Linked DNA regions of Mus musculus: regions 1, 2, 3, 5, 6 and 7 are each linked to region 4. The links are chromatin contacts, called in public Hi-C, HiChIP or PLAC-seq and promoter capture Hi-C maps. All regions are on one chromosome and are shown on one strand. Each heading gives the region's core, a stretch centred on a gene start, on an enhancer-like site or on the middle of the called end of the contact. The rest is flanking DNA. Distances are from core to core; before and after follow the strand shown. Region 1 overlaps Gm40385 (a long non-coding RNA gene). Region 2 has its middle 4.3 kb from the start of Gm40385. Region 3 holds the start of Bcap29 (B cell receptor associated protein 29). Region 4 holds the start of Twistnb (twist basic helix-loop-helix transcription factor 1 neighbor). Region 5 has its middle 120 kb from the start of Gm26071. Region 6 holds the start of Snx13 (sorting nexin 13). Region 7 holds the start of Dus4l (dihydrouridine synthase 4-like (S. cerevisiae)).

What was found. Promoter capture Hi-C pulls out the DNA fragments that hold promoters and counts their contacts. Hi-C and Micro-C count contacts between places; a contact is called where the count stands out from the background. HiChIP or PLAC-seq counts read pairs in DNA pulled down with a chosen protein or histone mark.
Region 1: a contact with region 4 is called in an H3K4me3 HiChIP or PLAC-seq map of stem cell-derived neural progenitor cells, with 5 times the contacts expected there. The contact joins the enhancer-like site here to the promoter of Twistnb in region 4. A contact is called at or near these places in 4 of 39 promoter capture datasets (the 3T3-L1 cell line, the C10 cell line, the HPC-7 cell line and 1 more), 3 of 115 datasets of contacts at active chromatin or transcription factors (acute myeloid leukemia, astrocytes and stem cell-derived neural progenitor cells) and 1 of 9 other capture datasets (adipose tissue).
Region 2: a promoter capture Hi-C map of neutrophils shows a contact between it and region 4, with 9 times the contacts expected there. The contact joins the enhancer-like site here to the promoter of Twistnb in region 4. A contact is called at or near these places in 4 of 39 promoter capture datasets (the HPC-7 cell line, frontonasal cranial neural crest, neutrophils and 1 more), 1 of 484 Hi-C or Micro-C datasets (CD4 T cells), 1 of 115 datasets of contacts at active chromatin or transcription factors (astrocytes) and 1 of 9 other capture datasets (adipose tissue).
Region 3: a contact with region 4 is called in a promoter capture Hi-C map of pre-B cells, with 5 times the contacts expected there. The contact joins the promoter of Bcap29 here to the promoter of Twistnb in region 4. A contact is called at or near these places in 2 of 39 promoter capture datasets (neutrophils and pre-B cells) and 2 of 484 Hi-C or Micro-C datasets (CD8 T cells and pre-B cells).
Region 5: a promoter capture Hi-C map of neutrophils shows a contact between it and region 4, with 7 times the contacts expected there. The contact joins the enhancer-like site here to the promoter of Twistnb in region 4. A contact is called at or near these places in 5 of 39 promoter capture datasets (hippocampal neurons, liver, neutrophils and 1 more).
Region 6: a contact with region 4 is called in a promoter capture Hi-C map of embryonic stem cells, with 11 times the contacts expected there. The contact joins the promoter of Snx13 here to the promoter of Twistnb in region 4. A contact is called at or near these places in 18 of 39 promoter capture datasets (the 3T3-L1 cell line, 3T3-L1-derived adipocytes, the C10 cell line and 12 more), 8 of 484 Hi-C or Micro-C datasets (CD4 T cells, CD8 T cells, the G1E-ER4 cell line and 2 more), 14 of 115 datasets of contacts at active chromatin or transcription factors (the 230-238 cell line, the NIH/3T3 cell line, acute myeloid leukemia and 9 more) and 3 of 9 other capture datasets (adipose tissue, embryonic stem cells and liver).
Region 7: a Hi-C map of CD8 T cells shows a contact between it and region 4, with 12 times the contacts expected there. The contact joins the promoter of Dus4l here to the promoter of Twistnb in region 4. A contact is called at or near these places in 1 of 39 promoter capture datasets (pre-B cells), 2 of 484 Hi-C or Micro-C datasets (CD4 T cells and CD8 T cells), 1 of 115 datasets of contacts at active chromatin or transcription factors (thymic regulatory T cells) and 1 of 9 other capture datasets (adipose tissue).

The regions. Positions count from the first base shown.
Region 1 is chr12:35,007,251-35,010,682 of GRCm38.p6, forward strand. Gm40385 (a long non-coding RNA gene) reads right to left here. Exons shown (of 4, transcript XR_872675.1): 3 at 212-309. Among named protein-coding and RNA genes, the nearest start is that of Gm40385, 13 kb to the right of the region's middle. Within about 2 kb of position 1,296, at least 26 of the 459 cell types and tissues checked have an H3K27ac peak or open chromatin away from gene starts, as enhancers often do. A contact at or near this core is called in stem cell-derived neural progenitor cells, where this site is marked.
Region 2 is chr12:35,024,301-35,027,447 of GRCm38.p6, forward strand. No RefSeq gene overlaps it. Among named protein-coding and RNA genes, the nearest start is that of Gm40385, 4.3 kb to the left of the region's middle. Within about 2 kb of position 1,816, at least 65 of the 459 cell types and tissues checked have an H3K27ac peak or open chromatin away from gene starts, as enhancers often do. A contact at or near this core is called in the HPC-7 cell line, adipose tissue and neutrophils, where this site is marked.
Region 3 is chr12:31,633,254-31,636,545 of GRCm38.p6, forward strand. It overlaps Bcap29 (B cell receptor associated protein 29), which reads right to left and starts at 1,405. Exons shown (of 8, transcript NM_001164090.1): 1 at 1,352-1,405; 2 at 1,010-1,127. The coding sequence starts at 1,101.
Region 4 is chr12:33,428,191-33,431,119 of GRCm38.p6, forward strand. It overlaps Twistnb (twist basic helix-loop-helix transcription factor 1 neighbor), which reads left to right and starts at 1,434. Exons shown (of 4, transcript NM_172253.2): 1 at 1,434-1,718. The coding sequence starts at 1,465.
Region 5 is chr12:35,318,037-35,321,067 of GRCm38.p6, forward strand. No RefSeq gene overlaps it. Among named protein-coding and RNA genes, the nearest start is that of Gm26071, 120 kb to the right of the region's middle. Within about 2 kb of position 1,730, at least 20 of the 459 cell types and tissues checked have an H3K27ac peak or open chromatin away from gene starts, as enhancers often do. A contact at or near this core is called in neutrophils, where this site is marked.
Region 6 is chr12:35,045,236-35,048,449 of GRCm38.p6, forward strand. It overlaps Snx13 (sorting nexin 13), which reads left to right and starts at 1,954. Exons shown (of 26, transcript NM_001014973.2): 1 at 1,954-2,176. The coding sequence starts at 2,162.
Region 7 is chr12:31,653,151-31,656,476 of GRCm38.p6, forward strand. It overlaps Dus4l (dihydrouridine synthase 4-like (S. cerevisiae)), which reads right to left and starts at 1,676. Exons shown (of 7, transcript NM_028002.2): 1 at 1,540-1,676. Cog5 (component of oligomeric golgi complex 5) reads left to right here and starts at 1,719. Exons shown (of 23, transcript NM_001163126.1): 1 at 1,719-1,833. The coding sequence starts at 1,740.

The DNA of each region.
Region 1 (3,432 bases), core at 46-2,545, 1.6 Mb after region 4:
ATGAAGCCAATTCCCCACAGGCTAGCCTGATCTAGATAATCCCCCACTTAAGACTCCCTTCTCAGGTGATTCTAGGTTATGGCAACTTGACATTTAAAACTGCACAGTAATCAAATCCCTGGCCCCCATGGCTGTAGGAGCCTGGGACAGCTGCTTGCTCACATCTCCAAGGTCAAGAAGAACAGCACAGAAGGTGGGGCAGGGTCCAAACCTTGGTTGCCAGTCTCCTCCAGAGACGTAGTTCCTCCAGCAAGAGCTCCTCCTCCTGAAGGTTTCACAGCTTCCCAAAACAACATGGCCACCTGGGTACTGAGTGTTGAAACACGTGAGTTAAAGATTGGACAGTTTACTCCAAACCATACTGAATTCCCTGCCATAGTGGATCTAATCATGGTGAATATACTTACCTTGTTGGTTCATCTGTTTAAACACATACTTAATAATTTGATAATGTAAAATCTATTTACTTTAAAATTGTTTAGTTGCTGATGAGTTTTAGGTAGTACAATGCTGTCATATCAAATAAAATTGCAAGTCCTTAAAGAACTTAAAGGTATTAAACAAATAAGGTTTGCCTTGACTAAAAGTCTTAAAGTAAATGGTGAGAAAAAAAAATCTCTGTCATGGATAGATTTGCTTTCAGGGAAGATCAAATTAATGAAGGCTTACCGCCAGGGAAAATTTATTAACAAAATCCTCCTGCACATGCAGGATTAAACACAAAGCAATTAATGAAAATTGAGTATCATTCATTCATGAGTGGAGAAAGTATGATCTAATCACTTGAATGTTGTTATGACCTTCATTTCCCCAGGCAATGACAACTTAGGAAGCTACCAAGCATAAGCAATTATTACATTAGTGGTTGGGCTAACTCCCATCTTGATTTTTTCCTGGGATTCAGGGTCTCTTTTTCTGGTGGAACTATTGTAAAAAATCCATAGATGCAGTAATTTTCCTATGCAGTGTTAGTTTAGAAATTTCCATGTACATATCAGAAGGTCAAATAAATATTAAGAAGAACTATTGGCTTTCTTTATCATCTCCTATTTATGGAGAATTCATAATAACAGCATACCTTCATTGAATAAAGCAAAGACTCCAGGAAACAGAAGGGAGATTTACAAGCTCTTTTCCTGTTGGAAAGGTTCTAGCCCAACTCCCCTCTAACTGCTACCCCAAGTAGATAAAATCTCAATGTAGTAAAATCTCTATTTATGCAGTTCAGCATCACCATGGAAACGTCTCCCCCTCAGTGACATAATGAGATGGTAATGAAAACAGCTGCCACATAATGAACCTAGGCACAAACAGAGGCCGAGTTACTCATGCCAAAAAGTGAATGGCAGGAGGGTCAAATAGATGGGGGGCGGCCATGATCAGAGAGTAACAAGAAAGCCCATCAGTGGGTGTTAAGGAAAGGGGCGGGCAGAACTGCCTGAAATTGTAATACTGAAACTCTCAAGAGTTTTATTATTGCAAATTTTGATACTGGATCTGTGACATTCCCATGTAGAGACGATAGGATGTAGAACCAGAGTTTTTATTTTCTGAGCTCAGCCTAATATTTCGCATGTCTAACACTTTATACTCGAAATGCGTGGCTTGACATCTTAGGATTGTTTATTCTGCTGGGTCTTAAGGAACATGTGTAAGATGAGAGCGGCGTTGGGTTGGGATGCCAGGAGGATAGTGCCGTTTTTCAGAGAATGAGAGGAGATGATGCCTTCCTTCAAAGCACTCCCAAGTGGGTGGAAATTGCACCCTTCCTTTCAAGGATGATCTGAGTCCACTGACTGGAACTGGCTGATAGACTTGCATGCACTGAGCAAGAGAGACAATTAAAAACTGTCTTGCAGAGAAACCCACATTAAAAGACATGAATTCAGAAAGACTGGGCCAAGAGAAAGAAACAAGGCTTGGTTTGAGGGAATCTGAGAAATAACAAGGAAACTAGAATATGACAACATGAAATTTATATATGCACATATGTGTATCAACTTTATATACCATTTATATGACAGTTGAATTTAACTTCAATCTATTTATCATATGTGCATACAAACATAGGTCACACACATATACACAGAATCAGTTGAAATTCTCTTGGTCTAAGTTGGTCTAAATGACTTTTAGACATTCCCCAAAGGTATCCAAATTCAAGGACTGACAAGAAAGCCCATCAGCATTATGGGAAGGGGCAGGAAGACCTGCCTAAAATTATTGCCTGCCTGGGGTGCTTGTGAAGTGTGGTGAAAGCTTAAGAGAGATGAGGCCTGCTGGGATGAAAGTGGACACAAGAGGTGTGCCCTAAGAGAGGACATTGGGAACCAGGGCCCTCCTTTCTCCCTTTGGTTCCTTGTCACGGAGAGGTGGGCATGGTCCTCTGGTACATGCTCCCCACTGTGATGGTCAGCCTTGTCAAATCATGAAAGCAGCCAAGCCAGTGACTGTGGGATGAAATGTTTGAAAAGAAGACCCCCAAATAAAGTCTCCTCCATTATGTGTATATAAAGTAGGAATTTTGTCACTGTGCTGGAGTGTGATGCATTCTCTTTATGAGAAAACTGTTTTTGTAAAATGAAGGTTTTGGATGAACTCAGGGAGACTAGAAATGTGATAAAGCTAGTCACTAAAAACAAACAGAGAATCTTGCCTTACCCTAGATTTCATCCATGGGTAAGTAGACGACAAATGCTAGTACTTTTGTCACTACATTTCATATGTGATGCTTGTTTGACATAAACGTTTTACCTCGTGATTGCTGTGTATGTACGCACATCTCCTATGTGTGTTTATATATACACACACACAAGGAGAAAGCTACTATAGAAGAAATGATGTGAAGGAATAGTGGGTATTCATTTATGTCAGTCAGGACTACTGAATCTTTCAAAACATGTTGATCAAAATCGTTCTTTTTTTAATAGATAATTTCTTTTTATTTTATATTCTTATATTTTTGCCATCATGAATATCTGTGTAAGGATGTCAGAAGTCCTGGAACTGGAATTATAGACAGATGTGAGCTGCAATATGGGTCCTGGGGATTAACCCTAGTGCTTGTAACTGCTGAGCCATTTCTCCAGCCCTGCAAATTATTATTTTTTATTCCACACATGATTTTCTTCAATAACTTTGGAAGACTATAACGAATGCCTGTTGCACTAGGCATTATGCTTAGTGTGGAAGGGTGAGTTGGTAGAGCATCAAACAGAACAGATATGTGCTCTAGCCTCATGGACCTCACAATCACAAGGATTGAAATGAGAGATGCTTAACATTCTTCCATGAAGCTTGGCTATGAAAGTGAAGAGGGAAAGTAGTTGAGGATTTGATCACCTTCAGAGCCTATGAGGAAAGAGCTAGTAGAGAGAGAAGGCAAACATACAGAGGGCCTTATTGAGCCCTGTTGATGAGACTTTGTGGGTA
Region 2 (3,147 bases), core at 566-3,065, 1.6 Mb after region 4:
TTTCAGGTATACTTTCAGAATATAAGAATGCTTCAAAGCATTTCCTTAAGGAAATTTAGTACATTTTCCCCCTTAAGACCTCTAAAGACTTCATTTCTGTTCTCATTAACTTTTTTCCCTTAAATTACATAACTTAAGTGGTTATTGTTTCTATGGGTGCAAACTATCCATTTTAAGTGACTCTAATCTCTAATCCATTTTAAAAGTTTTACTAACCTCAGCATCATTATGTAGTCTAAATTACCAACATAGTATCTGTAACTAGAGTTTTGCTCTTTTCCAAGTCTTATACTTTTTATTGTCTCTGTTTGGATTGAATTATCTAAAGACTCCAATTCTAGTTGAGTAGCCATGAAGCTAATTGCCACCCTTGCCTTGTTCCTGGCATTGCCAACATTGCTTCCAGGACTTTTTATCTATATTGTATCTGTATCTGTATCTATCTGTATCTGTATCTATCATCTGTATCTGTATCATCTGTATCTGTATCATCTGTATCTGTATCTGTATCATCTGTATCTGTATCATCTGTATCTGTATCTGTACCTGTACCTGTACCTGTACCTGTACCTGTACCTGTACCTGTACCTGTACCTGTGTCTGTGTCTGTGTCTGTGTCTGTGTCTGTGTCTGTGTCTGTGTCTGTGTCTGTGTCTGTGTCTGTGTCTGTGTCTGTATCATCTGTATCATCTGTATCATCTGTATCTGTATCTGTACCTGTACCTGTACCTGTACCTGTACCTGTACCTGTACCTGTACCTGTACCTGTACCTGTACCTGTGTCTGTGTCTGTGTCTGTGTCTGTGTCTGTGTCTGTGTCTGTGTCTGTGTCTGTGTCTGTGTCTGTGTCTGTGTCTGTGTCTGTGTCTGTATCATCTGTATCATCTGTATCATCTGTATCTGTATCTGTATCTGTACCTGTACCTGTACCTGTACCTGTAACTTTACCTGTATCTGTACCTGTATCTGTATCTGTACCTGTATCTGTATCTGTATCTACTTCTATATCCAATCTATATCCATATCCATATCTATATACATTGTACTATGGAAATGTTTCCCAATTTGTAGAACTTTTAAAGTCTAGTCTTGTGTGTAGACTTGGGAGTGAGGATTGGGTATGTGTTTTATACAAACCTTGAGAAGTGATTCGAAGGTAAATTTTCACCTGAGAACAGTTCCTTGTTGTTCAACAGTAAGTTAACCAACTGCACAAATATTCATCACATCACATTTTGTGTAGGACCTCTGCATACAAAGACAGGCCTTTCAGTCTGGAAGTTCATTTTAACAGAGGGCAAAGCCCTCAAAAGCAACGGTGCTCATGCAATCCCTGTGGTGTGGCAAGTATGTGATCAGTAGCATCTCTACCTGAAGTTCAATGTTTCTACAGCTCATTCACAATGTGCTCGTCCTATAAATTGCATCATATAAGTCTATCATCTTCTGCTTTATAAACAATTCCAAACTGGCTTTCATGAATAGTCACTGTCTACATTAGTTTAAATTATTATATCTAAGTAAAATTATAAATTTACTGGGGTAAAGGGGTAGCTCCCTTGGAAAAGTGCTTTACTACCCAAGTGTGAGAACCTGAGTTTGATTACTAGCACTCACATAAAACAAAGCCAGGCTTGATGGTATAGAGTTGTAATCCTTGTGTTAGAGAGTTGAACCCCACATCTCCATGAGCCACTTCGGAAAGCAAGGGCCTGGAACAGGCTATGTAGACCAACTGGCTTTGCACTCACAGAGACATTCTCTCAACTCTCACCACCCAGTGAAGGGGTTAAAGGCATGTTCCTCTATGCCTGGCCATACTTCCCTTTTTGTTGATTATTTCCCTATGCTTGGGAAACTGTACTAAGCCTAGCAAATTGCGTGTCATTTGCTCATACTTTTCTCTGCTACAGTACAAAGGTGACAGCATTCTAACTCTTTGCTGGGTTATCTAGGCATGAATGATGTGTTTCACAGACGCCTTGGTACTCATAAAGCCTTGGGTAATGAGTTACCACGGAGATCTGTGGATTGTTCACTCAAACTCCATCTGCATGTCACAAAAGAATAGCTGGTAACAAACTCAGGGTTTCTGTGTTTGTTTTTTAACATTTGCTTTTTAACATTTGTTTTTATACCCCAACCACCGATTTTCCTTCCACCACCCTTCCTAGTCACCCCCCTTACTTACCCCTCCCCCAGATCCAAACCCTCAGATACATTTCCTCTTCAGAAAAGAGCTGGTCTCTAAGAGATGACAGTCAAACAGGACAAAACAAGATAGAGTAAGACAAGGCAAACGCCTTCCTATTGAGCCTGGGGACAAAGTAACCCTATAAGAGGAAAAGAGTCCCAAAGGCAGGCAAAAGAGTCAGAGATACAGCTGCTCTCACTGTTAGGAGTCCCACAGAAACATTAAATTAACAGTCATAACATGTATGCAGAGGACCTGGCATAGACCCACACAGGCCCCAAGCTTACAGCTTCTGTCTTTGTGAGCATGTGAGACCTGTTGACAACTACAGCCTTAAGCTCAGTTTTACACTTCATTGTTTAGGACAATACTTGTGTCACCGTAAGGTATTTTGTAGAAGACAATTACAAGTGAGTGAGCATCTGATAAAATCAGTGACTTACATAGCACTGTTCCAAACTGTGTTTCTCCGGATTTAACTTTCCCCTTTAAGAGCTGAACCAATAGCATGCTAGTTAGCAAACCTATCACAAGTGCCTACAAGGAAGATTTGAGTACTGTAAGGAATGCTAAGGGACCAATTCCTTCACCTTGCTGTGCCCATACACCTACAGGACTTATTCTCTCTCTGTGCCTCTTTCATCTATGTTTCAATATGGTTTTATTGTTAAGCGTATCTATCTATTAAAGTAGCTAATAGAGTAAGAGAGATTTATGAAGACAAATATACTGCAAAATAGTAGAGCTTTATAAGTCAAACTAAGCTGGATCACCCATACGAACAAGCTTCAGTTGTAGACTTGAAGATAGAATTTCTTTCTTTGTGGCAATTAATGCTCGTCAGATGGCAACTTTTAATGACTTATGTGATTTTTTTTAAGACGTGACACTAAGTTTCAACTAATCATACACATTGAAAGTGGCAAAATTCTTCATAAAATGGGCCAGTTGCT
Region 3 (3,292 bases), core at 155-2,654, 1.8 Mb before region 4:
GACAGCATTGTGTGACTGTAAGCTAAGGATCTCATCTGGAGTCTGACACTGACCAGTTAGGTGACTTAGGTTATGGAACAGAGCCTTTCTGGCCTTAAGCATGTGATCTATAGAACCCATGGTTGGTGGGAAGAACTTGGTACATCCCTTCCTACAGTATGAGTTACTGCTTCTTGTGAGGGAAGGAAAGGGCATGGTGTGGAGACCAGGACAGAGAAGAGCTGCAAACCAAGCAGATGAGGAGTTTCAAGTTTTTGAAAGACTGCGTGGACCCTGAGCCAGTCCATTTTATTGTCCCAAGTAAACAGTTTTGCACCCATCCTTTTATTTCTCTGCTCAAATGCAGGGCAGTTTAGGGGAAGGGGAGGGAGAGAGGAAGAGGGGGAAGAGGAAGGAGAGAAATGAAGAGGCGGTGGGGGGTGGGGGAAGAGGATGAAGGGGGAGGAAGGAGAGAGGAGAGAGAGAATATAGATATATAGACAGGAAAGATGTCCAAGGCATAACCATGGCTTTATTATACCTGTAATCAAGACACCCACCCCCCAAAAAAACCTAGGTTCTTTTAAAAAGGAGGTGAAAATCTATTTGTACACAGAATCAAGCTTTATATAAAGTAGAATTTTAATAGTTACCAGATTGCAAATTTGAGTTTCATTTTTAAAGACTACCTTTTATATAATTGGCTCCCATCTTTTATTTAATTATCCATTTGTTGTATGTATGCATGTGTATTCATCATGTGTTTATGTGCGTGCATGGGTGTTTCTGGGCGTCCCAGGGTGGAAGTGTGGCGGTCAGAAGACAACTTTGTGGAGTCGGTTCCCCTTCCACCAGGTGGTTTCTGGGTATCGAACTGAAATTCTCTCCCTTGGCTGCAAGGGCCCTTTACCTACTGAGCCACCCCGCCGGCCCTCCCAAAACTTTCTAACCTTACAAAGAGCATCGCACGCCGTAGCCTGAAGAAGCTAATCAAACATTTGGTACTGTTAAGGATCTGACGGTTTCCTACCTCTGTGGAGGAATAAAGGGCAGACAGAAGAGTAAAATGAGTCCTATTTCAGCATAAAGAAAGCTGGCAACCGCCGCCCATTGGATTGTCATCGTTTTGTTTTGTTTTTTCTTCACACCTATACAGAGAAAGATTTCAATTTTAGAGAAACATGGGTGAACGGCCAGACACGCGGCGTGGGGCCTGCCGGGAGTTCGCCTAACTCCGGGTGACGAGGCAGTGCGCCGGACGGCCCCGCAGGTTCTTCCCCGGTCCCGAGGTGGCTCGGGCCGCAGAACGCCGCGGCCCGAGCCGCCGGACGCGAGGTCAGCAGCGGGGCCGCCCGCCGCCCGTCAGGCTTACCCGCCGCCGATCGCTCCGCGTGCCCCGCCGCCCGCCTGCGCGCGCACGTCCCACGCCGCCGGGAGCGCGCCGGGCCCGGCTGAGGTCACACTGGCGCGACCGCGCCTCCCGCGGCCCTTGTTTCCTGGTGCGCGGCGTGAGGCGGCCGAGGCTCCTCCACGTGGGCTCGGTATCCCCGGAGGGCTGATCCCCGATGCGGCTGATGCCGGATGACGGGAGCCAGGGCCCGGGTCTATGGTGGGACCCAGCCAGGTGCCCTAGGGTGGTAACCTGCCTCCCTGCCCGGAGCTAAACTGAATTTAAGTCATGGCCCAGGCCTGGGGGGTCTGTGGAGCGTTTTGTGTTTTGCATGCTGTTTTCCTGGTCCTACCGTGCCCATAGGCAAGACCAGGCAACTTGTGGGAACTGCTGGGTCTACTCCTTTACCTAACCATATTCCCTTAGGTAACTAGATAGGCCCCAGAAACCTTTGAGGGTGGATGCTCTCATGCTTGGTTAACTTTGCATTCCACCTCTGGTTTCCCTGGTAACACTAGAAAGAAAAACCTAACTACTGCCTCTCCTTAGGCTTTCTGGTCAATTCCTGTAATATCCCTGCTCCAAGTAGAGACTTGGCATCCCGATAACATTACATACTACATTACATACTGTCTCCATTAAGCTGGCCAGGAGTTCACTATCCAGGAAAAAGGATTCACTTGGAGATGTGTTAAAGAGGTGGGAGGGATAATTATTCCATTAATACGACGCAGCACTTACACATCCCAAGATGGCACTCCTTGAAGGAGCTTCCTTCTGCCCTGTGGCAGTAGTAAGCTTGCTTGGTTTTCTGGGTTCTAATTCAGAAAAGCCTAACACCTGCCTCTGTTTTTCTTTAGTGGATGGCCAAAAGCCTAAGCAAGCTTTCTGCTGATAATGGGCTTTCTCATTTCTGAATACCTGCCCCCTCCCGGAAGTACTGGTAGACCTTCATTTCTGAACAAGGCAGTGTTATTGGACCCTTTATGCCTAAAGATGTAACTTTTGTCTTTTTCCTCCTCTTCTCCATCCCCTTGGCTACCTTTTTTTTTTGTTTTGTTTTGTTTGTTTTTAATTCCAAATTAATAGTATTGCCCTTTAAAAAAAGCTTTGGCATTCTTTTATTAACAAAACTAGGAATCTAAAAGGGAACTCCAAATACTTCCAGGTTTTCAACATATGTGAATATTTGCAAATCTCAGAATGTAACTTCAAAAGGTTAAAAATCCCCTGTAAGGCTGTTGTGCAGTTGCTCAGATGCTTAATTTAATCATGACTTTTGAGCAGCCCATGTTCATTTGGGTTTGTAGTGTCCTTCTGCTAAGTGTCTATTAGAAATGTCTATGCGCCGGGAATGGTGGCGCATGCCTTTAATCCCAGCACTTGGGAGGCAGAGGCAGGCAAATTTCTGAGTTCGAGGCCAGCCTGGTCTACAGAGTGAGTTCCAGGACAGCCAGGGCTATACAGAGAAACCCTGTCTCGAAAAAACAAAAAACAAAAAAACAAAACAAAAAAATGTCTGTGCTTAAATCTATGGTACGCTCTTTAGAACCTTCTTTGCGAGTGCACATGTATATGGTGGTGGAGGGCAAAGGTGGATGGCAATGTCTCCCTCACCACTTGCTCACGTTTTCTTGTTTTCTCGTTTTCTTGTTTCTTGTTTTCTTGTTTTGGAGAGTGTTTCTGAAGCTTCTGTGACTACATGAAACTCCAGCTCGAAAACAATAAACTCCAATTCTGCTTCTTACTAAGCCTCTGAAATTCCTCCCCCACCCCTGCCACTTTTCTTTTTTCTCTTGGTGGCACAGTCAAGAATTCCTGTTTCACCCAAGTAGAGGTCTCTGAAAAGAATTTGCACGTGGGGTTACATCTCAGCTCTTACTGCCGTCACTGTTAACACAAACACTGCTATAGGATACAACT
Region 4 (2,929 bases), core at 184-2,683:
AAAGTTTGGGTTAAAACCCTCTTGTCTGGAAATTCTAGGGTTGGTGTGGAAGTCAGAGCTGTTTTTAAGGCCTCAAATGCCTTTTGTTTAGTATTAGTCCAGATTAGGGGCTTAGTATCTGCTTTGTGCTAGTCTATAGACAGGCCTTGCTATTTCCATAAACTCTGATATTCAGAGCCAGCAATATACAGCTGTCTTAGTCTTTGGCATTGGAATCTGAAGGATGGTAACAATGCTATTCTGCGGTGGGCTCCTCTTGCTTCCCTTCATCAGGTAGCCAAGGTAGGTAGTTTTTTATGAAGCTGGGCTTTTTAAACCAACATTTTGCAGCCCAAGATGTGCACAGTTCCTGCACCCAAGGCTTAGAGATCATAGTTGAAGAAGGTGGAGGGTTGTAAGAGCTAGAGGAACAGTTTGGGTTGTTAGGACATCACGGTCCAAATGAAGGTTTCTTTTTTATCCCTTGGGCAATACAAACCCTTGTGCTGATATGGTTGATGTCTGGGTATACAAAAGAAGGTCAAAGCTGGTAGCTGGGCTTAGCCATTTGAAAAACATGTCACAACACTCTCACTGTGATATAGCAGAAGGCAGAGGGACCCTAGATTGGAGAGGTATGGTGTTAGCAGTTCAGATGTTGCCTTTGCAATTTGTGGCCTGCTGCGGTGTATGATTGGGTTCAGCAGTGAAAATCTCCACGAATGTTTCTGATTCCTTATTGAACAGCTCAGGCGCATAACAATGTATCAGGCCTCATTGCAGCTGGAACCGGGCACTCCTATCAATAGCCATGCTGAATCCAATAAAGACAATACTCAGTTGGGAGTAGTGGCTCGTGCTTTTTATCCCAGCTCTCTTGTGGCAGAGGCAGGCAAATATCTAAATGTTAGAACCAAACCAGCTTGGTCTACATAGCGAGTTTCAAGTCACCCAAGGCTACATGGAGAGATACTGTCTAAAAACAAAACAAAAACAGAAAACCAAAAGAATTAAAACAAAACAAAACAAAACAAAACAAAAGCTCAAACCATTAATTCACTAGGCCTTGACCCAGTATTGAAAGAAACTGGGAGCTTAAAAAACAAAACAAAACAAAACAAGCTATTTTGGGCCTCTGCCTTTTTATACTTAGGTGCCCAGATCAATAAATTCAATAAATTCAAGCTTCGCTCCATAACTGAGCATACTTTGAAGTGATGAACATCTGCCTATAGATATCAGAGAACCGCCTCTGGATATCACACATGCTCTATAGGTACACGGCCTCAGAGGTTTATCTGGACTCGGGAAAGAGCAGCAGCCCTCTGCTGGTCAAACCTCTATAATGCAGCTTTAGAAGATTAAAAATCCCCAGGCCGCGGTCGGTCGCCTTTTGATGATGTCAGCCATCATCAACACTCAGAGGTGAGGCGGGAGGAATGCTTGCGTCATCCGTGCGCGCCCCGAAGCACCCAGCCAAGCCTCATGGCTGCGGGATCTGTGGAGTCTCAGCGGTCCCAGGCGGCCTCCGAGAGGCCCGTGGCGGGTCAGGCCGGGGTCCTGCCTTGCCTGGAGTTGCCGAGCTACGCGGCGGCGTGCGCGCTGGTGGGCAGCCGCTATTCGTGCTTGGTGGCTGCCCCGCACCGCAGGCACATCGCCCTGTCGCCCCGCTACCTGAGCAGGAAGCGCACGGGCATCCGCGAGCAGCTGGACGCCGAGCTCCTGCGCTACTCCGAGAGGTAAGATGTCGCCGCGTCCTCCCGGGAGCCCCGTCTCTGCTGGCCAACGGGCCCTCAGCTCCGTAACCCCACGGCGCCGCGGAAGTAAAGTCGCACGAGCTTCGTGAACCTTAGCCCCGGCGTCTACCGTCGCCTTCGGCGCCGCTGGCCTGGATGCAGTGGCCCGGTTCCTGGGGATGAAACTGGCTGGTGTGGTGTGAGTGGCGGCTGCTGCAGTGCTAAAAGCACTCCCCGTGTGGAGACTAGAGGTGCCCGGTGTCTAGAAACCCACCAGGCTGAGCTTTGGGTATTAAACGTTTCGTTTAATCACTTCCGGGTGTGTTCTCACCTAATAATGAAAATTTGCTGTCAGTATTATTCTCCTAATGTGGAAGCCGGTTCATTGCAAAACATAGGCAGGTTTGTTTGTAATTTCATTGTTCCCCGTCCCCCCGGGGGGCGCTAATTGGGGATGAACGACGAGCCTAATTTTTTGTAGGAATAGAAAGTTCACACACACACACACACACACACACACACACACACACACACCAGTGCATTTATATTAAGCACTAGTAAGAATACCTTGAAAAAGAAAATCTCAGAATTTCAATGGGAAATGATATGCCATAACACTTCACAACTAATTTGGCGGGAATGGGGGCAAGGTTCAGAGATACCTGAGATGACATCGATGTCTTTAGTAATTCAATGACACTTCAGAAATTGCAGGGATTGTTTTGGGGCAAATTATCCAAAGCAGTTACCACTCTCGAGGACTTTGGCAGTCAGCCCCATTAACCATCCAAGGTGGTCACTAAGCATGGAAACATAGTTATGTTAAGTAGTCTAACCAGCTTTTCATTCATTGGGGAAAAGTTATTTAAAGATGCATAATAGGAGCCACACTACAGACGAGAATCGGATCATTTCTGTAACAGAATTGGATAATGCAGCCATGTAGAATAGAATACACTGTTTAATTGAGCTGGACACCTCTCCTTGTTACTGTGCTAAAGGTATGCTAAAAGAAGCCTATTTTTTCCAATGCAAATTAGGTTTCAGTATTACTTGAGTATTAGTTAAGAGTAATAAAAAGTCAATAAAACATTGAAAATATTGGGAATTGTATTGTCATATTAATTGTCCTGTATTATTTGTACCATTTATCCTGTATAGTTTATGTTTTTAGGCTTGTGGGCAATACTGAAGGAAGCATCAGTAGGTCTGTC
Region 5 (3,031 bases), core at 480-2,979, 1.9 Mb after region 4:
ATATTTTGGTTTAGATTGTCTGCAAATCCAGTATAAGTGATTTAAGCACATGAATATATTTTAAAGGTCTGTTCACTAGATAGCAGATATTAAGACATGACTTTGCAAAGGACAACATAGCTGTCTTTTCAATAGGTGTTTATATTATTTATAGTTAGATTAGACATGTACAAGAAGTTCCAGGTGCAATCTACATGGCAAATGGCTTCAGACATGGTAGCTCTGGATGATAAAACAGGAGATTGTGAACAGTTATTATTTAAAAATGGGATGGGGAATCACATTTTGATGGAAAGAAATTCCACAATTACCTTTTTCAATAATCACTTCATTAAAAGTTGTAATTCTAAAACAATAGCCTCAGGGATACAGGCCATTCAAAGGAAAATGGGGTTCAAAGGGACCCCTTTATTACTAATTTATGGGGTGCAGAACAAGTTTGCTACATTTAATTTGAGGATTTTTTGGTGGTTTTTTTTGGGTAAAATAGAAGTAATGTCTAACTCATAGCATTGATTCAGCTATGCATTTATAAACCTCTCAGTGTGTGTGTGTCTAGGGGAAGAGGAACATAGGCATAGGGGGCCTTGTGTGTGTGTATGTCTGTGTGTGCCTGTGTGTGCATTTGTGTGTGTGTGTGCATGTACATGCATGAATGAGTGTGTGTGCATGTGTGAGTGAATGTGTGTGTGAGTATGTGTGTATACCTGTGTGTGTTTGCGTGTGAGTGTGTGTTTGTGTGTATGTGAGTGGGTATGTGTGCCTCTGTGTGTGTGTGCCTGTGTATGTGTGCATGTGTGTATGCCTGTGTGTGCATTTGCATGTGTGTATGTGTTTGTGTGTGTGCACGATGTGTGTGTGCCTATGTGTGTGTGCGTATGTCCTTGTGTGAGTGTGCGTGTTCTTTAGTGTCTCCTTCCTTAGAAGTCTCAGAGCAGCATGTGACTTTACTTCATCTTTTTCACCTGGGATATGAACTGCAATCTACATTTTAATATGCACTCCACTCCAGGACACTCTTCTGTATGTTATTACAAGAAACACATCTCAGTCCATGAGTCACATCATGTTTCGTTTAGGCCATGTTTTCCATGCTTTCAGACAAAATGGTTTCACTCATGAAACTGCCTCCCTTGACCACATATACTTTTTTCTTTTTATTCATTCACTTTACATCCAGCTCACTGTTTCTCCTCCAGTTCACCCCATCCCACAATCCTTCCTCTCTCCCTTCTCTTCTGAGTGGGTGGGGGTCCTCTGGATATCCTCCCTATCCTGGCATATCAAGTCTCTTCAATGCTAGGTGCATCCTCTCCCACTGAGACCAGACAAGACAGCCCAGCAGAGGAACATATCCTATAGACAGGCAACAGGTTTTGGCATAGGCCCTGCTCCAGTTGTTCGGGACTCACATGATGACCTAGCTGCACATCTGCTACAGACCACATATGCTCTTAAAAGATCACACTTGCGGGTGGTTGCATAGCAAAACACCCCTTCTTCTCAGAACTTACAGCATAGTGTATGAACTCCAAGGGTACAAGCCAGGCACATTTTTATTGGTGTTTTATCTTAAGACTCTTAGAATAAGTGTCATTGCACACTAGAGATTATTGAGAACAACCATCACCAACTCTAATGTCAGAGTGTGCGATGGACACAGCTTGCCCGTGACTATTTCTAAGAGTGTTTCCAAACAGAACGAATGTTGGCCTTGCCTCTTCCTCTTTACTTATGCTCACTTTGTGAAACAGGATGTGAAAACTGAGCTTTGAGCAAGACACTAGGACACAAATCCTGATCTCCACTGCAGAATTCACCAGTCGGGCTCTAGAACTCTGGCTCTCTACCTGTTGGAAGATACACTAAGTCAAGGGATGGAGTGAAAGGTCAGACTGTAGGCAGAAGAAACTTTAGGAGAAAGGCATGCTGTAAGCTACACCTCTGTGGAGAGTGGGCATCCGTACTTCCTGATCAATCCTGACTGTGAGGAGGCTTCTGGGGAGCATGGGAAGCTTCCATGAGCTCATGGGATGGGCACACAGAAGACTGAGAATGCCAGCTACTGTGTGGGAGATGGAGTTAATGTGAGGCAATGTTGAGATTTTCCTGTACTTTTATAATTTAACTTTCTGTGGGAAAAGATGTGTCTGTGTTTGTCATAGAATTGGATTCTGAAACACACACACACACACACACACACACACACACACACACACACACACACACACACACACACACTGAGAAAGAGAGTGGGGAAGGAGGGGGAAGAGGGTTAAGAAGAGGAATGGAGCAATCCTCTCACTCTTGCCTTGCATTGTTTGAATTCTGTAGCTTAAATATGTTTATTATGATCCTCTGAATTTTCCAAGTTGACCTCATTAGATCTACTGCACTTTGAGATGGGAGAGGGAAAGGAGGAACAAGAGAGAGCTAGGGAAAGTGAGGGAAAAATAGAAGCCTCAAGACAGATCTCAGCATTGGAAAGATGGAGAATTTATACAACCACTGCTTGGGACAGCAGTATTTCCTCTCAGAAGAAACTTAAACCCCTGCAGATTCAGTAGATGATCAAAGAGTCTTTCCGAGTCCCCAGGAGAATGTTGAGAGTCTGCTAGAAGAACTTAATCAAGGCAGAGGATATGAAGCCTTAGCATAACTGTTGGAGTTGGATAGGGGGCAAGCCAACAGATGTAGAGAACCATGCTCAGGCTGTGGAGAAAGGATAACAACGTTAAATCTAGTTTGAAAAGCTTTGACAGTGCAGCCTCCCAGACTCCTTCCTAACTATAATGGGACATGGACAGGCTTAACCTTCTCCAGGTTTTGTGCAAGTGACCACAGATGCAGTGAGCACAGGAATGTAACAGCCTCCCCCATCCCAATCTTCACCTCTTTACAGTCTTTCTGCCCCATCTTCCGTGATGTTCCCTGAGCCATGGGGGAAGTGGTGTTACATTTAGAGGTGAGCACCCAACAGTCATTTATCTCAGCACTCTCCACCCATTACAGTCTCTGCATTAATCACTGT
Region 6 (3,214 bases), core at 704-3,203, 1.6 Mb after region 4:
CTGTGTAGTTGAAATAACTTGTGTGGGGTGTTGGAAGAGGTGTGTGTGGGCAGACAATCAGCACAGGATTTTTTTTAGGTCATACTCAAAGATTCTGGCTGGGAAATCTGATCGGAAGGACTAGGAATCTTGCTTTGTTCCCAGGCTTACAACGTTCTGAATGCTTAAGGCACACCCATGTCACAGCACAGGTTTGTGTGCAAATCCATTCTGCTTTCACAAGGGTCTCCCTTAGCTACGGATGGCCTTGAACTGGCTTTGCTTACTTATTTCTAACCTGACAGTAACCTTGTATTTCTAACTCTCCAGGCATCACAGCCCAAGTGCTGGGATCACAGGCATTTGTTGCTACACCTGACTTAAGTGGTCCTGGGGATTTAATGTTGGGCTCTGAGCATGTTCAGCTAGGGCTCCTAGTTTGTCACCTTTAAAAAAGGGAAAACATCTTATACAAAAGGAAATTGATGGAAAAAGTGGAACAGAATACCCAGGGAAGCCACCTAAATTACAGTTTTAATTCAATAGTCGGTATTTTAAACATTAATGAACCTTCTGCATTCTTATTTACAGGATGGAACAGTATCTTCTTTCAGGTTCCTTGTTGTCTCTTCTCTTGGTTTCTCTCAGTATTAACACAGTTTGCATTTTCCAATCTTGTTTCCTATTTATAGATTAATCTGCCAGTGCTTCAATTATATTTGGTTGTATTGCAGACGTTAGAATGCACTTGTTCCAGTAACAGAAAAATTATATATATATAAGTTGCCCAGTAAAAAACAAACAAAAAAACCCAACTTTGCTATAAACTCACTGAATGGAGCAGTCGGGGCTTTTCTTCAAAGTCTGTATGACATCTTAAATGAAATTTTATTTTGGGGGACAGAACAGAATAGAGATAACACAGGGTTTGTAATGCACTTGCTTTATTCACTGTGGTGAGAATGAGTACCTCCTTAAATTACATTTAGCACAATAGTACCATTGTTAAGTGCAGATTCCATCACAAAGGAAGTAACTACTGGCTTTAGTTTTCCACAATTTCTTTTATAAACTTTTTCTTCTTCTTTTTTTTTTTTCCCGGTAAGAATGAGATACAAGTGTTTTATTTTTCAAGCCCAAACACTTCTCAGTTTCACTGTAAATTGGTTTGTAACAGCAGAGGCATGAAAAGAAAACTACTTCACGGGCAATTCAGGAAGAAGCGAGTGATTTTTACTGTCATTCCTGTAGAAGTGGACCGAGATAGTTGTCACGGTATCAGCAGTTCTAGCCACAGAACTTCGGAGTTCAGTCTCATTTTATTCGTAACTACTTACAGAGACACATGCTGAAATGCGTTCACTGTGATATATAAACATATATATATATATATATTTTTTTTTTTTGAATTCCCAATAAAGCCATAGAGACTACAGCTACCGGGCAAAAGCTGCTTGATTTTTAAGACTATGAAAGAAACACTAAGCCTTCAGGCTTGAGCAGGTTCTGGCCAATCAGCAAAGCAGTAGCCCTTAACTCTGCCAGGATCGGGGTGAAGGCGATCTGCCCTGATCGCGTCTACAACCTGTCGCGCACCCAGCACAGGACTTACTGAGCGCTGGGAGCAACAGAGGCAAGTTTCGGCCGAAGTTTCGGAATGAGGCGCGGCGCGGGCGGCAGTTTCAGGTCACCGCGCTGCGGAGGGGACCGCAGCCGAGTGTCCCGAGCACTCTACGGGCTCCACAGGGTCGGGGAGACGCGAGATGCCAGTTTCTCCGCCGGCACCCAGCCTCCGCTGCGCCACCAGCCCGCAAACCCGCCACCACGGTGGCCCGGGATCCAGCCCGCAGAGGAGGTCCCGGGTCGCGCGCGGCCCAGCCCCCGCCGCCGACCCTGCGCGCGCCGGCGCCATGGAGACAGTCACAAGACGCTCGCGCCCGGCGCGCCAGCCAATGGGAGCGCACGTCGCGGGGAGACGCGGACGTCGCTCTTCCAAGATGGCGGCGCGTCCGTCGCGAGCAGCCGGGCCGGGGGGAAGCCAGCGAAGCCGAGTAAAGCCGCCGCCCGGGACAGGACTGAAGCAGCAGTTGCCGCCGTTGGCGGCGGCCCGGGCAGTTTCCGCTGCTGCTACGGCTATTGCCATGCGGCGAGGCTAGGGAGGACCTCACTCCCCCGGGGTGTAATGATGTTAACAGAGGTAAGCGGCGCCCACTGTTTACCTGAGAGGCGGGTGAGCGGCCGGCGCCAGCCCGCCCGTCACCGACGCCGCTCCCGGCGCTGGGCCCGACCGGAGCCGAGGCCCGGCCGGCCGGGCTGGCAGCCGCCGGGTTCCCACAAGTGCCACCGAGTGGGCGCGGTGCTGACTCGGCAGAGTTCCACCTCCTCCTGCCGCCGCTCCCCTTCGCCCGAGCTGTCGCTCCTTCCTGGAGTCCGCTCCGCCTGCCCCGAGGCGGTCGTGGTCCCCGCGTCCCGGTGCTGGCCCTTGTCGGTGTCCCCGGCTTGCAGGGCCCTTCCCCTCCCGGCTGGGTCGGGTCAACCTCCTGGCGGTGGCAGCCGGCCTGAGCCCTACATTGGCTGCTCCGCGAAGTGAGCCAGGTTCCTCCAGCCACACTCGCTGGCCTCGCGCCCTCCTCCCCTGCCCCCACATCCCGTCACGTTCCTTCAGTCCCTGATCCCAAAGTTCAGTTTGGCATCCACCTTCCTGACCCGCGGATGGCCCCCTTGCTTCTCTCTGTGGGAACAGTTTTTCTCATTTGACCTGAAATGGAAGTAGGGCAGCAACGACGAACCAATCAGTTTCCCCTTCCTTAGTGCCCACTGTCCAGTGCAAAAACCAGACGTTTGAAGAAGTAGAGTTTGCCTGCACTAGCAGTACTTTAGGGGGAAGAACTTAATCGGTGCAGCTAGTTTAGTGACCAGAGGTGACATAGCTGGGCGAATGGTCTATTGCAGGTGTTGGATGTCTGACGCTTGTAGATTGGATAAAATCCCAGAGGCTGCTCCCTTAAGGTTCTGTGAGGATCCTAATGTCAGGGACCGGTTTGAACATCTTTGGGAGCTGATGTGAGGGTACTAAACCACGTTGATGGTCACTGGGAAGCAGTCCTACACGGGCCAAAAAGGACATTTTGAAATGGAAACATTGGAAACAAGTGGATTTTACTGTGTGAAAAGCGATGGCACAATAGGACACACTGGGTTCTCCAAGTTTTGGGAACTCGTCTAACTAAGTGCC
Region 7 (3,326 bases), core at 426-2,925, 1.8 Mb before region 4:
TTCTAGCACCCACATTGGGAGGATCATGGTACTTCTATGCTCAGTTTCAGGGGGTCCTACACCTCTGGCCTCTGAGGGGACTTGTAGCACACACATATATTCATCTACATACATACACATACAACTTAAAAAAGAAACTCTGATACTTTTATTCTAGTTTTTTTGTGAATCAGAAGGCAGAAACAACTTTATTATTTTAAATAATCTAAATTTATTACCAGTGAAGATATTCAGTTATTACCAAGTAAGTGCACCGTAAATAACTTTTATGCCCAAAGTACAAGTGATAAAATTGTTTAATATTTTTCATGTTGTACTTAAAGCTTTTGACTTCATAGTTTTTGTTTTTATATTCCATTTTGGCCTTTGTAATCTATTGCCAGATAAAAGCTAACTCTATAAAAGGCTAGTTGTTCAAAATTCAGTCTTTAATGTTTGGCAGTAGGCTAAATGAACACAAGGCCAATATACTGAAGGATGTCATGGCTTGCAAGAAATCTTTGGAAGTGTCAACACTGTTCAGAGGAAAATGGGAGCGTAATTAAGCTAAGTCAGAGATGGGCTATGTCGATATGAGGAATAAACACGGAGTAAACCACTAAGAGACTATTTGCAAAGGAGGGAAGAATCTTACACATTACAGAACTGGTACACACTAGGAGGTGGTGATCGGCAATGGCGTCATGACTGACTTTCTAAAGCATGATTTTGCTCTTACTCATTCTTGTGGCCAGACTAAATGGCAAAGTCTGCTTCAGTATGAATTTCTTGAATAAGCTATAGCTTTCAATCTTGATAGTAAATTAGGATGCAGAAACTTTTAGGAATAAAAATGCTTAAGTCACATCCAAGACCAAAAACAGCTCTCTGAACTTATGGGATGAAGGTATCAATATTTTGTTTTAAAGTTCTCCAAAGCATGCAGCACCGGACATAATATTTTGGTAATATGTGCTTCTACACCTAGAATTCCTTTTAAAATATAAGTGAATTTTTTTTTTTTTGAAAACTTGTGCTGGTATGTATAGTGGGCGTTAAAAACTTTATTGCATATTAATATGTAGACTAAAGTCAATCTTTTTTTTGTGAAAAACAAGAAAGCTAAGGAAAGAAAATCATCCTGTAATTCAGATAATGCTATTCGTCGTGTATGATTATTACAAACAAAGTAGTTTCGTAAACTATGCATACTGAAATCTAATGCAACTCTAGGCGCGCTGCCTCTCGCTACCGCATCGTGACTGAGGTCAAACACAGGAGGGAAAAATCTTCTGAGGCGATGTTAAGGGAATGCAAAATGCAGAGTAGCTCCAGACCAACTCAATAAATAGTTACGAATATTTAAACGTTTTTATTTTTAAGGGCAGAGCTTAACAACTATTCTTCCCCAGCATATACTGCCTGCTACCCGGGCTTGCCACTCCAGGCGGGGACTAGGTAAGGCTGAGCAGCCCTAAGCTCCCACGTGTTGGGCGAGGAGGGCCGTGACGCTCCCAAGAGCCTCTTCCCCACGCCGGAGTTCTCAGGCCCAATACTTGCGTTGGAGATCGGCGCGGTGGCTGCGTCCGGAGCGGAATGGGAGAAGGCCCCGGCGGCGACCTGTCTTTCCTTGCACGTAGGATTGTAGTACTTAGGTTCCCAAACGCAACCCGGGCCGGGCAGGTGGGGCGGCGCCTTGATTCTGCGTCACTTGGAGGGCGGGGCGATTGCAAGACGTCATCAACCCGGCACTTGCCAACATGGAAGGTGGAGACAGCACAATTTCCGTAGCAGGCCGTGGGGCTTCGGGTTCCGCAGTAGTGGCGGCGACCGTGCAGGCGATCCTGCAGGACGGTAAGGCGTCGGACGGTGGCCCGGCCTGGGTCGCCCTGCCTTGCGCAGAGTCCGAGAATCCTACCGGTCACTTTGCACAAAGTTTTCCTGTCTGGACTTGGCCACTCCCCTCCGCCCGGCCCCCTGGCGTCCGGGATTGTCCTGGTCCCCCAGTTTCACGGGGAACGTGTTCCTCTCTTCCCGTGGGTGTCTTGGGGAAAACACCTGGTGTCTAGTTGCTGGGGTTTGCACTGGATCATGATGCGCCCGGGACATCGCTGTAGTTCCTGCACGACGTGGTCGGGGCTGATAGCCGCTACTGCTGCTCAGTTCCTGACCAAGGATTGCACTGTCCGTGCCCAGAAGTGTGAACTCACCCTAGGTGACAGACCGCTCGCTGCTTAAGGAAAGGGATGGAGGATGCAAAATGTGGAGTTGGAAATTTCCGTGTTCAGTTCTTGGGCTATGCAGGTGCCTCTGTTATCCATACATGTCGAGTACTGAAGTCAGGATTACTGGTAGTTTGAAGAGAAATTATCCCAAGTAAATTAACTATATACCTTTCTATAGTATAGTACGCTTGAAAGTCAAGTTCGGTTGTATTAATGCTCAATCTGAGAGACAGAACAAAATTCAGTTTGCTAAAGGTATTAGGCCTTAATCATCCCATCTTTTCTCTAGTTGACACTAAGTTCTTTCATCTATTAAAAGCGTTTGCATTTATCACCTTAATTGCTTCCGAGGCCCTTGCGCCTCCTCCTCCCCAATCCCCTTCCCCCTTGTTTTTGAGACAGGGTTACTCTATGAAACCCTGACTGTTTTGGAACTCCCTGTAGATCAGTCAGTCTAGCCTTGAACTCACAGAGATACACCTGCTTCTGTCTACCACCTGCTGGGATCAAAGGCTACCAAGCCAAGCATAGGAACCTCTTTTTATATTCCACAGAGTTAAAAGCAGTATTCTGCATACAGTAGGAACAGATTTTTTTTTTTAATTTTCCACATAAGAGTGGCTTAAAGGATCAAACTGAAATTTAAATTATGGTGTTTTCCCTGATTGTTGAATATTTTATATCTTTTTAATAGATATTTTATATCTTGTCAAGACTAGTGATGTTTTTCAGAGTTAGGTTGTGGTATATTCTTAGAGTTTCTGCCTGATGCACCTCATCTTTGTGTCTTAATTGAAATTTAAATTTAACCAAGTTTCAAAATCCTGAAACGAGTGTGTGTGTGTGTGTGTGTTTAATAGCTGTCCAGCCTTTGAGCTTAAACTGAACTTAAAACTATGCTTGCTTTTTTCCTTCTGTGGTTTCAAATACAATTAAGTAAAGTCTCAGCAATTAAATAAAGCCCTTTGTTTTAAGGACATTCCCTTCCTTTGTGCTGTGGAGTTTATTCCTGTCTAGAATCCAAACACTCCCATTCTATAATGTTAAAATCACTTTGCAGAGGTCCTCATTGGTTCCTTGGAAGTAAGTCAGATGGGCACTTCTGCTTCTTATCCTATTTAA